Regions from separate parts of the Zea mays genome. Here region 2 is linked to region 1. A link is a contact called in public Hi-C data. All regions are on one chromosome and are shown on one strand. Each heading gives the region's core, a stretch centred on a gene start, on an enhancer-like site or on the middle of the called end of the contact. The rest is flanking DNA. Distances are from core to core; before and after follow the strand shown.

Region 1 (4,076 bases), core at 1,145-3,644:
AGAACGATCTGGCTGAGTTGTACGCATGATGGTTCTACTCTTTTTGATACGTTTAGTGTGGAAAATGTGTAGAGTGTCAATGTCACGCTGAGATCTATGGTAATTTGATACCGATTATCGTTCTGGGATTATTATTATTATTTTGTTCAGTTAGAGGAGATATATAAACCTTGAAGTTTTGAGTTATATGGCTTCTCTTGATGCCGAGAAGCTATATTGCGATGATTCCTATGTGTTTAGGATATAACGCTTTCGAATTCTTATTGCGCTTGTTCATCTCGTACCTTGAGGTAACTACTGGTATTGCTGTCTATAGAATTGTATGTACGGTTTCGGTGTATTTCTCCAGTTTTTTCTTGAGACGAGTTGTTAAACATGTGCTAATCATAGATTAGTAGACTTAATAAATTCATCTCACAAATTAGCCATGAATTATACAATTAGTTTCATAATTAATTTATATTTAGCTCTTCCAGTTGGCATCTAAAATCTGAACTAAATTTTAGTGCCGATTGCCGAAGATCAGCACAAACACTGGTCGGCTGAATCATATGTCGGTTGGTTCCTATTATTGCGGTTTGTTGGTCAGGACAATTAGATCAGTTGAATATATAGTTCCGCAAATGAATGTACGATTGGTGCCGCTGGCATTTGGAATAAAGTCAAAGTCGGCTCCCAAGCACAAAGGCTAGCTAAAGCGAGATGCACATAGTAGATTTTTTTTTTGTTTTGACAAAATGAAATGGAAACGATAGGATTGCAACGTCTATTTTGCTTGCGGGGAAGATACTGAACTTTAATCAAGCTCTCTGTGTGCTAATTTAATAACCTGCGCGTACATATGGAGGATACACACACTGACACATGCTTCGCTCATTCCAACCACATGAATCATATTTGACGTTGTGGACAAATGGCACGGAACCACTCACTAGTCACTGCTACTCACTTCGTCACAATTTATAATTCGTTTGACTTTTTATTACAAGTTTGACTAACTCGTCTTGTTAAAAAATTATGGAAAAAAATCAAAAATTTCGTTGTGATTTGTCATATATATACTTTACATATGACTTAAATTTTTTCATCTTTTCATGAATTTTTCTAATAAGACGAGTGATCAAAGTTGGGGTTGAAAAAGTCTAACGAATTATATTTTGCAACGGAGAGAGTATATGCGAAGAAGATAGAACAAGAGCGTCTCCGAAATTCCATAAAACATTTAGCATAAACCTAATCTTGCCAACCGGCCAGAGAGCCAGGAGCAGAATATTTGATGTGGACCAACCATTACCAATTTGTTGTTCCTAAAATATTGAATTCTATTTTTTTGGGTTCCTAAATTTTTGAATTTGTGGTTTAGCGATTGAATCAGCTTGATTTGTGTGTTCACTAAGCAGCTCTATTCAATATTCAGAGCGCGTGCGAGTGGCGCAAACCAGGCAACCGAGCGCAGCCGGATTGAATTTAGGGATGGATACTTAAACATCTCAATTATAGAATAAAATTAATATTTAATATATATATATATATATATAAAATAAATAATTTGATGCTAATATTTAGTTATGTAAATATGAATAATTTTTGTACTTTTTTGCATTATTTTCTCTGCAATGAAAAAGGTGAAAAAACGTATGAATCTGAACATGTATTTGAACTTTTATTTTATACTAGTATATACCTCTTGCTAATGCTATGATTTTAGGGAGGATAAAGGTCGATGGCGACGGTAACAACTACGACATGAAGGAGAGGCTGACAGTGGCAACAGAGGCAGGAGGGGCAGCGGGTTCATGGAGAGATAAGATAATAGATGGTTCAAATAATATTATCTATTTAATTGAAATAAGGAAGACAAAGTTATTCAGTGATCCGAATTGTTGATTTTATGATATATTAAGTGTAGATATAATTTATTTGGTTGATTTAGTAAAGGTTATGTTGTGAGGGTGATTTTTTGGATTAATTTTGCAAAGTTAAACTAATGGATTATATAATTGTATAGAGGAATTGTAATAAGCTTAATGATAAAAATAAAAACACACAGATTCTATATTTTATTTATTTGTAATAAAAAATAATATCCGTATAAGTATTTAGATCCATCTATCTAGGGATCCCATCTATCTATCTATAGTTATAAGACGGATAGCAAACCCAATACAGAGAATGCATCGGAATGGAGCGTTTAACAATCGACTGATACAGAGGGAAACGTGGAATTTAATCCATATTCATCATATTTTGTGTCAATACCGTTTAAATTTTGTAATTTTGCAGAAGAAAAATACAAGTCAGGGCACGCGTTCTCGCCTCCGACAAAGCTCGCCGGAGTTCGTGAAAACAATTTGCTGTTTCCGTGACCCTCTATGCAACCCAAAACAACATGGAGAAAAAAAACTAACTGAGCATGACTCGTCATCTTTTCCAACTCTCTTTCTTCCCCTTGTTCTGCTGACGCGCCGGTCCGTTGGTCGCCTCCTATCTGCTCGCTCGCCCGGTCCGGCCTCCGTCCATGGCGATGGCGGATGATGAGGACAAAGGAGAGGTTCGGATCCATTAATATCTCTATTTTTCGTTGGGTGGTTGGGAAGATAAACTCGCATCCTGTAATATTGCTCGGGAGCCTGCTAAAGATAGCATTCTTCTTGTCAAGTTGCGCAGCCGCCTGGATTGGACCCAAGAACCCGGCGACCCGTGGCGACCGGCGACATGGCCGGCGGTGGCGGAGAGGAGGAGTGGGAGGGCCCCCCCGGCTACGTGCTCTCGCTCCCGGCGGTGGCGCCGCTCCTGCCCGTCGCCGTCTCCTGCCTCGACGCCACCGTCCGGCGCAAGAGGCGCAGCCGTCCCCGCCTCCGTGCCCAGCCGTCGGGCTGGTGGGCCTTCAAGCTCCCCGTCCCCGCGCCGGAGGAGGCAAAGGGGCCGGTTCTCCCAGCGTCGGTGGTTAATAATCCGTCTGAGGAGGCTCGTCCACAGAGCCTGTGCGTGCGCCAGGCGCCGTCGCCAGACCCATACACCCCCGCGGCGGCAGAGGAGAGGCCGGTTAAGAGTGTGAGGATGTGCCTGCAGTGCGGCGCGGTGGTGACGCCGCAGTGGAGGTCGGGGCCGATGGGGCAGGGCACGCTCTGCAACGCCTGCGGGGTCCGGCTGAAGGTGGCCGGGGCACTGCGGGGGCAGGTGCGGCACCGCCCCGCGCCGAGGACGGCCGCCCGACCGCCCCCGGACAGCCCGGCCTCGGAGTCGTCGCCTGACAGCCCGATCTGGGAGCCCGGGTCAGTTCCCGACGTTTACCTGGTGAGGAAGATGCCTCTGAAGCAGGGGAGACCTCCGCCACCGTCGCCGATGCCCGCGCCGCCGCCGCCAGCGCCAGCGGTGTACCTCGTCAAGAAGAAGAGGAAGAAGACGCCGGCTTCGGTGGCCTCGGCGAAGAAGCCGTGGCGGCCCCCGAAGTCCGCGAAGCAGTGCCTGCACTGCGGGTCGTCGTCGACGCCACAGTGGCGGGAAGGCCCGCTGGGGCGTAGCACGCTGTGCAACGCGTGCGGCGTGCGGTACAGGCAGGGGCGGCTGCTGCCGGAGTACCGGCCGCTGGCGAGCCCCACCTTCGAGCCGTCGGAGCACGCCAACAGGCACAGCCAGGTGCTGCAGCTTCACCGGCAGCGGAGGAGCGGGAGCCAGAGCCACCACCACCAGCAGCAGCACCCTCTGCCCGTGGAGAAGCACCCTCCGCGACCCACAGCCGCGCTCCAGTTTCCCCAGCGGTGGCACGTGAAGGAGGAGTACCCGCCGACGCCGCCCCACCAGCCTCTACCGCACCCGGTGGTGGCCGGCAGCCTCGCCGCCGGCGAGCTGCGCGTTGGGGGCATGGTCGACGCGGCGGCAGATGCGGACGCCGATGCAGGACACGGCGGCGGCAACGGCAATGGCCTGAGCAACGCGCCGAGCTCTCTGGACTCGCTCCTGCTGGAGGGCCCGTCGGCGCCGCTGCTTGTCGACGACGACGATCCCTTGATCGATTAGCTAGCCACTAGCCAGAGCCTACTAGGGGCAATCCGGCTTCCAGCCTAGCCGATTTG
Region 2 (4,076 bases), core at 693-3,192, 190 kb after region 1:
CCCGCAGGCGCGCAGCTGCGCGACGCACGCGGCGTCGGCCTCGCAGCGCCGCGCCGCGCCCAGCCACCGCGTCCCGCCCGTGGTCGGGTACGGCAGGCAGTCGATCTCGTCCTTCACGCCCACCAGCACGCCGTCCAGCGCGGACAGCGGCGCCCCTGCACGCACACCATGTCATGTTGTCATGTCCGTCGCGCTCGCTCGCAGCTGACCAACGAGACGAATGATTGCAAAAGCAGCAGTAATCAATTGCTATTATCACAGCCTGGGCCCCGCCGCCTACTCCGGCCGGCCTGCAGTGAATGCGCCAGCCGCCGATACGGATGGAAGCATGGAGCAGGCAGGCGAAGGCGAAGGCGAAGAACTCTCGGCTTCTTCGCTGCTGCTTTACGCCAGGCAGTGACAGGAGGATCAGAGGCACCAGCAACTCGACCTGCAACTCTCTCAGATGCCGATTCAGAGAATTCGGCGACTCTCTTTCTTGTACGCCTCCTCAGTCCTCCTCCCTATATGTGGCTGCTAGTTACTTACTGCTTGCTACCGGCAATGGCGGCTGGCTGGTTGCAAAGCCAAGAGCTACAGACAAACTAGTGAAAGCTCTCCCACCCGTCGTCAGAGCAAAAGGCTGCCTGCCTGACCATCTTTTTTCACCCATCAAAGAAATGCACAGGAATGTAGTAGTAGTAGTATACAGTACCTCTCTGGTACCTGAGGGTGGATTCCTCGGCCTGCCTCATGACGTCGTCGGGGTCGCAGCTGATGAAGAAGGCCATATTGCTCACGCCAGGGCCCGAGCTCTCCCTCACCGCCGCGAGGAACCTCGCCGCCACCTGGACAGGCGTCACCTCGCCGGACCTGTACGCGTCGGAGAAGTCGCGGACGGTCCAGCGCCTGATGCCGCGCGCGTCGGCGGCCAGCGCGGCCTCCAGCCGCGCCGGGAGGCAGCCCACGGCCTCCTGGACCCGCTCCGCCGCCGACAGGTCGGGCTTGGTCAGCCGCACGCTCTGCTCCGGGGTGTCTGGAACAGCAACGACAGTCCGTCAGTGCGCTCGCTCGGTCGGTCAGGCCAGACAGGGACGGCAGAGCAGAGCAGAGCAGAGCACCTTCCCAGCTGTGCGATGCCGTGAACAGCGGCGGCTCCGGGATGTCGGCGTCGGACACCAGCTGCCAACAGTGGGTACAAGTACAATTAGAAGCGGTCAGAGAAGACGCTGAACTATACTGCAGAACACTCTTGTCGCCACAGTGCCGTACGTGCCGTGCCTTCCGCTGATGGCTGCTGCTGCCTTTCAGTTCGTTTCACAGGCAGGCAGGCAGGCAGCGTCTGAACTAGTCAAACTTGGGGCCAAACTTTCAGTTCGTTTGACGGAAGCGTTGGCAGAAAAGAGGTTTGATTCTTGAATTCAGCGGAGTTTTCACGGAAGGGGGATAGAGATGGATGGACTTTGCACCTTGTTGATGAGGTTGTCCTTCTTCAGGATGTAGAGCACGATCTGCCCGACGATGGGCATCTCCAGGATCCACACGAAGATCTTCACCAGGAGCCCGGCGACCCGAGGAGCTGGAGGTCGAGCGAGGACAAGGGGGGGGATAAAAAATTCTCAGTTCTCTTCTACTCCAAGCACTGAACTGAACTGAACTGGGTTCAGATCAGCAGAATTACAGATTCTCTTCTACTACTAATAGAACGACTGAGTTGAGGACACCGAGAATTCTCCAGGATGAGCGGGCAGCAGACCTTTGACATTGGGGCTGATGTAGAGCTCGTCGCTGCCTGGGCCGAGGTCCACGTCGGCGGCCGGCTTGTACACCTTGGCCGGCGAGCTGAACAGGCCCATCTGCGGCGGCGGCGGCGGGAACGGCAGACCGACACACAGAGAGAGACAGACGGGAGGAGGAGACGTACTCGCAGAGGGTGGTGGACAGACGACAGGGACTACTCCCGCTTGGCCGGATGCTGTGCGATCAGGCCGAGGGCTGGTTTTATACGCCGGTAATGGCGAGGAAAGAACAGCGACGACAGGAACGAGGACGGCCGGTTCCTTTTTCTTGGTGAGGAGTTAACCGGAGGGTGGGGATCGGAGGACAGAAGGGTAGAAGACGATGGGGAATTGCGAGAGGATGTAGATACAGAAGACAAGACAAGGCTGTGGCTTGTGGACATTCTTGTTGCGATTTTGGCGGGGGAGGGCGACGGCGGTTGCTGTGTCTTCCGACACAGGGTTTGTTCTCTTTCTTTACTTTACCAAGGCCTCGTCATCAAGTTCTGTTTTGCACGCCGATGAAAACGAAGACGACCACCTTGCGTGCAATAACAATTTTCTTTTGTTTTCTTTAAAAAGTTACAGGGTGTCGGTATCAATCAATACTTTACTTCTAATACCGAAGTTATCGACCAAGTGTGTCTGTCGTTAGTTTGGTAACCCTATTTTACTAACGAGCGTTTGGATTCCTTTATTTAAGAAAGATTGGAATTCATTTAATAAAGTAACATATTTAGCTACAAAATCATGGGATGACATGATTGGATCAGATTAAAAAAAAGTGTAGTACTTTACTACATTAGCCTCAAGGTTGGCTGCAATTAGGTCAAATTAAAAAAAAAAACGTACCACATTAGCCTAGCTCAAGGATGTAACTGGATCGGAACTGATTTATGGATTTGGTTAAATGTGTACACAATGTTGACTTAAAGACAATTCTACAAAACTAATTTATATTGTCCAGGTATGTAGCGTCGTCGCCGGCTTCGATTGGTTAGTCACTCTCACTCATGCGCCGATTTTTTATTTTTATTTTTTTACATCCCCAAGGTCGGCACTACCTCGGTCCAGGTAATATTCTAGTTCTGTTTCTCCTCAACTAAACTTAGGCCCCGTCCATTTGTTGTTACGGATTGATCGATGGGCTGCAACGGTTCCTTTTTAGAGAATGGATACCCGTCCAGCTTCACCTCATTTGGAGGATTAGTCAACACACTAAAAGTTTTTACATGTAGTGGTCACACAACTAGCCACACATACATATATGGAGGAACTCATTCTTTAGTTTGTACGTATAAATTTGACGATATGAAATAGTAATTATACTCATAGTTTTCACATATTACATCAATATAACACCAAATGAACACAGCTTATCACTCATCAATTCGCACGCATGTTCATTAGTTTAATCCACAATCATAGTCACATAGACCAATTTAACACACAGACACGATTCATCAATCATCAGTTTAACTCATGGCATCACTTTAACTCATAGGTAATATGCACCACACGTACATATAACATGTATCAATCGGTGTGTAAATGATATGCATACCGGGGGACAATAGATTTGTGTTCGGTGGGGTACGCTAAGGAGCTATGGCACAGGGGGGGGGGGTCATACTGGTTCAGGCCGTGGCCCAGTCCAATATAGTGCTGATGGAAGTATATTGCTTAGGAGTATTTTGTCCAGTCTTTTTTATAGGTCAAGAGTGGCATTTACAGTCGGGACTTGTGTTCTACTCGAGGGGGTCATTCGTTTGTTGCCCCTGGGTTGCTCCCCTGTCCTCCTCCTGGTGTCATCAGAGCTTGCGACAAAATTAAATCGAGCTGAGCCGAGTTGAGTCTGAGTCGAGCTAATCACGAGTCGAACCAACTCACGGATATTTTGTCCAGCCCACGACCCCGACGATGTGTGCGTGGTGCAAAGATAGATGTAGAGATGTAACGGGCTGTAACCACGTCCCAGTCCCACCCACCAAACTCATTCCAACTCGTCACTCCACAGAAAAAAAAATGAAGTGCGTGGTGCACACTCATGCCAGTACGTATACTACGTACCCTTCTCACGTCACCCTGTACACGAACCAACCAACGATCGCCAATAAATGCCGCCGGGGTTTTCCATGCACCAACGAAGAAGATCGATCACGGGCACGCAAAAGAAAAGAGGAGTACAAAAGTATTCTAGAAGCCGAATAATTAAACTACTAGGACTATGCATGAGAAGAAGAAGAAGAAAAAAAAATGATGGGAGGAAGAAGATCCAATCCGATCAACTAGATGTTCCAGCCATTGATTTGGCTTTGT

What was found. A called contact is a pair of places that touch in the nucleus more often than the background predicts.
Region 2: a contact with region 1 is called in a Hi-C map of ear, with 3 times the contacts expected there. The contact joins the promoter of LOC100273549 here to the promoter of LOC100273197 in region 1. A contact is called at or near these places in 6 of 25 Hi-C or Micro-C datasets (bundle sheath, ear, leaf and 3 more).

Annotation. Positions count from the first base shown.
Region 1 is chr10:9,230,793-9,234,868 of Zm-B73-REFERENCE-NAM-5.0, forward strand. LOC100273197 reads left to right here and starts at 2,395. Exons shown (of 2, transcript NM_001147641.1): 1 at 2,395-2,551; 2 at 2,668-4,076. The coding sequence starts at 2,519. The coding sequence ends at 4,020. It overlaps LOC103640823 (long chain acyl-CoA synthetase 9, chloroplastic), which reads left to right. Exons shown (of 12, transcript XM_008664290.3): 12 at 1-311. The coding sequence ends at 29.
Region 2 is chr10:9,416,307-9,420,382 of Zm-B73-REFERENCE-NAM-5.0, forward strand. LOC100273549 reads right to left here and starts at 1,943. Exons shown (of 15, transcript NM_001347205.1): 1 at 1,736-1,943; 2 at 1,449-1,558; 3 at 1,101-1,161; 4 at 695-1,015; 5 at 1-155. The coding sequence starts at 1,835.